2 separate regions of the Mus musculus genome follow, and region 2 is linked to region 1. The links are chromatin contacts, called in public HiChIP or PLAC-seq maps. All regions are on one chromosome and are shown on one strand. The core of a region is the stretch at or near the end of the contact, and the rest is flanking DNA. Distances in the headings are between cores, read along the strand shown. Region 1 holds the start of Tasor (transcription activation suppressor). Region 2 has its middle 35 kb from the start of Gm34848.

Evidence for each region. HiChIP or PLAC-seq counts read pairs in DNA pulled down with a chosen protein or histone mark.
Region 2: a contact with region 1 is called in an H3K27ac HiChIP or PLAC-seq map of differentiating embryonic stem cells, with 4 times the contacts expected there. The contact joins the enhancer-like site here to the promoter of Tasor in region 1. A contact is called at or near these places in 13 of 39 promoter capture datasets (the C10 cell line, the HPC-7 cell line, cranial neural crest and 6 more), 1 of 15 datasets of contacts at CTCF or cohesin (the NIH/3T3 cell line), 25 of 484 Hi-C or Micro-C datasets (CD4 T cells, CD8 T cells, CD8 central memory T cells and 13 more), 20 of 115 datasets of contacts at active chromatin or transcription factors (CD8 T cells, T-cell acute lymphoblastic leukemia, bone marrow-derived macrophages and 12 more) and 4 of 9 other capture datasets (adipose tissue, liver, macrophages and 1 more).

The regions. Positions count from the first base shown.
Region 1 is chr14:27,427,358-27,430,248 of GRCm38.p6, reverse strand. It overlaps Tasor (transcription activation suppressor), which reads right to left and starts at 1,415. Exons shown (of 24, transcript NM_001114879.2): 1 at 865-1,415. The coding sequence starts at 1,180. It overlaps Gm52095 (a long non-coding RNA gene), which reads left to right and starts at 1,622. Exons shown (of 4, transcript XR_003951011.1): 1 at 1,622-1,707.
Region 2 is chr14:27,229,570-27,232,460 of GRCm38.p6, reverse strand. It overlaps a transcript of Arhgef3 not described here. Among named protein-coding and RNA genes, the nearest start is that of Gm34848, 35 kb to the left of the region's middle. Within about 2 kb of position 1,495, at least 163 of the 459 cell types and tissues checked have an H3K27ac peak or open chromatin away from gene starts, as enhancers often do. A contact at or near this core is called in CD8 T cells, CD8 central memory T cells, the CH12 cell line and 19 more, where this site is marked.

The sequences.
Region 1 (2,891 bases), core at 166-2,665:
CTTCAGATATTCAAATGACAAAAAAAAAAGATTTGGGAAATAAACAATTAAAAAAAAAAACACGCAGTAAGAAGGTAAGTGTTTAAGTCAAATCCAGAAAATTCCAAATTATCGGACAGTCAAAACCTACTCTAAGAAAAAAAAAAGTGTACGTTTTACAATATGGCACTAAGATCTCAAAAAGTAAGCAACCCAACTGTTCCTATAATCGTTTAAGAAAAGTCATTCTAGGCTTGGAAGTTATACAGAAGAACCTACGTAAGCTAATGCTTTTCCAAAAAAAAAAAAAAAAAAACTACATGGAAATGAAGTGTGATGGAAAACTGCATGGAGCGCATATACTAATGGAGAGTTTTCTAAATAGAAGACGCTGACATCGAGCACATTTCAAGTAGACACACAGAGCTGAAGAATTTCCACAGTGAGAAACACTTGTCCTTAGAACGCAGTGGCCTTGGAGAAAGCCTCAGAATCCATGGCCACAGGCTACTTCCACAAGCAGACTTCTCAGAAGCATCTTTAGGAGGCCACCATCAGCTTCTCTGCCTTCGGGGCTTGGGGGAAAAGAGGGGCACCGAGCACCATCTTTCCGCTCGGGGAGCCGCAGCCTTATGGAAACGCTTCAAACCTGAGCTACTTCCAACTTCCACGGGGAGAGGGGGAGCGGCGGAGCGTGGTTCCACCCTATCCTCTCGCACCAAGGGCGGCTGGGCGGCCGTGGCCGTGAGCGGAGAGGCTGCTGGCGCTTGCGTGCGTGTTTACGTGTCTCGGATGGGTGTGGGGAGAGGAGACAGAGAGGTCTTAATGAAAAAGATGGAGGGGGAGGGAAGCGAGAGAGGGGGTGGGAGGAAGGGGAGGCACCACCTTTCTTTTCTCTGCTCTTCCTGGGGATCTGAAAACTCCGCCTAAAAGGCCTTTCCGGCTCTTCGGCGCCTTTGGGCAGAGCGGCCGCGGCCGCTTCGGAGGTTTGCTGAGGCTGCTCGTGGCCGTAGCTCCGGGCGGCTTCAGCTGCCGCGGTCTCCTCAGGCCCCGCGCCGCCGCCGCCGTCGCCGCCGCCATTTTGTAGGGAGGACTCAAGCTCCGGAAGCGCTGGCTTCATCCCGTCGTCTCCGCCGCCGCCGCCGCGGCTTTTCCAGCTCGCGTCCGTCGAAGGGGCCTCCGTCTCCGCGGCAGTCGCCATCGCGCGGGCGTGAGGCGCTCCAGGGAGCTTCCGCCCACAAGGTCGACGGGCGTAGGGGAGGAAGGGCGGCGGGCCAGGCCGCCGAGGTCTCGGCCCACCCGGCCCCTCCGCCCCCGGGGACCGCACTCCAGCCACAGAGACGCCTCTTAACCGCCACCGCGGCCCTAAGCGTGCCTCTCGCCCCGGGAGCTGCTCCGGATTCGGGCGGCTTTTCAACCGGCCCTGGCTACCCAACGTGCTCGCGTCGGGCCCGGGAGGGGGCGGGGCCTCGGCGGACCCGCTCTACCAATAGAAATGCAGAGCCCGCCTCCGCGACTGCAGAGAGACCGTTCCAGGAGGGCGGAGCCTCGCGATGCCGAGCCCGCCAAAAGAGGAGAGTGCCACGCCCGGGGAAAGCGTCGACGCCATCGCTTCAGAGTGAGGGCTTGGGCTTGGCAGCATTCTGCGGATTCCTGGGCCCTGCCCTCTCCGCACTGCGTTTGACGGAGGCAAGCCCAGAGGACGTCTTTCGGACAGTACTCTTGCAAGTAAGCACCTTCTTTCCTCCGGAGGTCTGTGGACCAAACCCGGCACATAATTGGCTGATCCTGGTCGTGTGATCGGTCTGCTCTGAGCTGATCTTCCAAAGGACCAGAATTCGAGCTCCAGCCGACATAGGACAACTCAACCAGCAGTTAGTCACTTCAAAGAATCCAAGTCCTTTTCTGGCCTCGGAGGGCACTAGGTATACGTGTGGTGCTCTATCATAAATGCAGGCAAGCCACCTATATGCATAAAGACTATAAACAAACAATAAGAAAGGCAGTGAAGAGAGATAAGAAAATGGCCTCCAGTGATAAGCAGGGTGATAACATCCTATTCCATCCAGACTTTCTGCTTTCCCAGTAGATCACGAGCACTGGTCGTACTCCAGACCAAAGCACTACATAAGCAAACATTCAATATTTGGGATTCTTCCGCACAATTTACAACCTAATGATGGGAGGCACGAATGCTCGCACACCTAGAAGAATGTTCGACCACCTAGAAGAAAACAATTTGATAGTGAAATGAAGGGAGGGCCTTTCAATAGTTTCTTTCTAGGTAAGGGGTTCTGAGTTACCATCTGTATAGACACATTCTCACAACAGATACCAAGTAGATGCTTTTGCACAATTTAAATGTTGAAATTTAGGCAAATTGAGATGACAAAAGCCAGGTCTAATTTCATCCAAAGTATTTATACAGCCTAAGGCCTAGTTTTCAAGCAGCTCCGGCCCAATAATGCATTTGATGAAGAAACACGGGATACTTTTTACTCAAGATCTCTAAGCAACAGCAGCAGGACGCCCAGGTCTTTGTCCCCCAACACCTCAATATTACTGAAGGAATTGTTAGGCCAAGATAATAAACTGCAAAAGAGCCACAGCCTCTGTCAAGTGATTGGTACTTGAAGAGCTCTCCAAGAGCAGCAGAGGATCTGGGATAAGCATCCATTGTTTGGCATCGTGTGTAGTGTAAAACCTGCACCTCTGTGAACCAAATCAAGGAAAAGTGTATGTAAATCAGTTATTAGTAAACAGGGTAGGTGCTTGGGATTTAGCTGAGTTCACGGAGATTGCCTAACATATACAAAGTCCAGGTTTTAATCTACCAGCACCAAATGAACTGAGCATGGTGGCACACCCCTGGGAAGGTAGAAGCAAGAGAGAAATTCAAGGTCATCCTGGGC
Region 2 (2,891 bases), core at 246-2,745, 200 kb after region 1:
ACCAAAACCAGAACCTTCCCTGCCTTAAGTTGTCTTTGTCTGATGCGGTCGCAGCAACCTAGAAATAATACAGATGCCCAGGGAACTGCTCTACAGTCTTGCCCGTGCGGGAGCTTTTGCAAAGCGGCCCTTTTGATTTCTATCTTCGAACACGAGCCTCCTCCATGCAGCTCTTCCAAGGCCTGTCAAGTCCTCTTGGTTAGCCTCGCCGTTAAAAGTGAACCCCTTGCGGGTTACTGACCTCCGCTCGGTTCTTTGGAAGAGAAAAGGTTTACACGAATGGAGCTGATCTCTATCAGCCAGAGAACTTCCTTACTTGGAAATGGCACTTACTATTTGTCAGTCTACTGCCAAATCAAGTTACGAGTGGAAAGGCCGAACGTGGGGGTGAGGATGGCATTTTTGAAGCTTCTACTGAATAATAATAACCAGGAGGATTTTTAAGAAGAAATTTGCTTAGGTCAGAAAAACAACTTTACGTTTTAATGTTCTGGGTCAAACTATGTAACAAAGCAAAAGTCATTTTTACTACAAAGTTTCTCCTCCGTTTTTTCAGGTATACTTAAAACAATCAGGGCATTTCTTTCATGTGTGTGTGTTCCTTGACCCACATAGGGCAATCACTTCTCTCCTTCCTCCATAATGTGGGTTCTGTGTACGAAACCGGGGCAGTCAGGCTCCCTCGCCTTTACCCACTGAGCCATCTCCTCAGCCCCTCCCTCCCTATAGTAACTTTAGCTACAGCCGCCTGCCAGGGCTAGGAAAAGCAGTAAGATGTGATGGGCTGGGCCCGGTACTGCTTGGTAAGACACTTCACTTCTGCAACCTGAGTTTTCTCATGTGTAGAACACATGTAATGGTGCCTTCCTTTCTCAACAACGTGTGGGAAGTCCTACAGGACACTGACTGACGTGTGTGAAGGCAGAGCAAACCGTGTAAGGACACCAGGGGTCCTCACATTCTATTTTTGTATAGGTTTAAATATTTCTGTTACTTTTAAAAAAAAATATTTTTACTTCTTTTCAAAGTGAAGAAAATGTATCCTCTTTTAAATTCTGTTTGATTCTGATCTGCTTGTTTGTGGTGGGGTCTAATGTGATAGCCCAGCATGGCTTTGCACTTGGAATTCTCCTGCCTCGACCTTTTGGGCACCCATATTTATTCATCACTGTGTCCATCTGAAGAGTTCAAGAATTCTACAAAAACATCCTCAAGAAAATACCAAGATATTAAGATGCACTCTGTCTCCATGATGCACAGCACCCTGATAGTCTAACAGTAAAGTACTTTTCTCCTTTTTAAAATGTGTGATTGGGTGCATCTGAAGAATAAAAATTGCTACTTTCACCTCCTTAAATCAGAATTGTAAAGGAGTCACCAATACTGGGAAACAGCACACCAGCCGGATGCTGGGGAGAGGTCTAAGTGTCTACACAAGGGATAATGCCGTCCTTACTGGAGGCCTAGCACCTGCTCCCACATAGGCCTCTCCCAGGACGCTGCCTCTTTAAGAGAGACTTCCTGGTGAGGCAGAGATTTCCGAATGCAGCTTCCTGGAGACCACATACATAAACAATAAACTCTGCTGAAGAACTGCAAATAGACAATACAGCCCATGCTGCGGCTGGAGCGGCTGGAACACGAACCAATTATGAGGGCTGACAATAGCCAGGGCATTCCATGAGGAATGCAGATCTGTGATAAACACAGGGAAACAAGTTACCCAAACACTATACACCTGCACGCAGTGAACGGATTTTTAAAAACACGGAGCCTGACCTCTCATACCAGAGAGAAATGGTTGCCTCCAGAGTCAGGGCTGTTTTTTAAATTATCATCGGCCAGGAAGAAAGCAGCCAAAACTCTTCTCAGAGCCCCGCCACACACTAAGTGCACACTCAAGAGAACACGTGTTTCCAGGCTGACCGGCGAGGCCTGGGACATCTCTAACAGCCAAGCGTGTGTGGGGTTGCCCTATAGTTGAACTCCCTTCCTGGGCCTGGGGAGCCCCCAGCTCAGAAACCAGAGCCCAAGTCCTACTAAAGAAGACAAACACTGCCCACTCATTTCCCAGCCTTCCTTGAAGCCAGAGCACCGGAGTACTAGCCAGGCTCAGCCAATTAGGTACTGCCATCGGAGGCCTAGGTCAGGAGCTGGGAGGCGGGGCAGCCAGGACACTGCAGGGCTAGTTGTGTGGGGGTCATAGGGGATCATCGTTAGCAGGGGTTGTGAGGGCAGATTGGAAGCTATGTTTTATTGTCAGGGCCGGGGTTATAAAAGTGACATCTTCCCCACCCAGAGACAGGTGTCCTTAGGACAATTGTTAGTGGTGTTATCTGGGGCTGTTCCTGATTTCCTGATCCTTCCCAGTCTCTGTGAGCGAGCGAGCGAGCGAGCGACCAACCGTGAATTCACTTTCTATTTAACAGAACTACATCTCTTGCTAAGGGGCTAGTTCCTGAACACAGTTCTGTGAGGCAGTCCCGAAGTTAAGAGCACAGAGTAGCTCTGAGCTCCAGTATGGAATGGCTTCTCTCACACTTACACTGCCTCCTGACCTTATGCCCTGTATCGGTTGGTCTCTGATTCCTCCTGGACTTTATCTTCTTCTGCCTTCCTTCCCCACCCCCACCCCCAGCCCCAGCCCCCAATCTGAGGTCACACGGCCTGTTTCTCATCAGGCTCCTTCCTGTCTCCGGGTCTGTGCACCTGCTATTCCTCTTCAGGAAACTCCACCCCAGCTCGTCACAGAGCAGGCAGCATCCTCACTGTGTAACATCAACTCATGGGAGGCCCCGACCGACCAACAGACAGACCAGGCTGTCCAAAGGACTTTGCTCCCCACCCCAGCTCTTAGTTCCCTGTCAAGATACCTGTTGATTTCCTTTGCA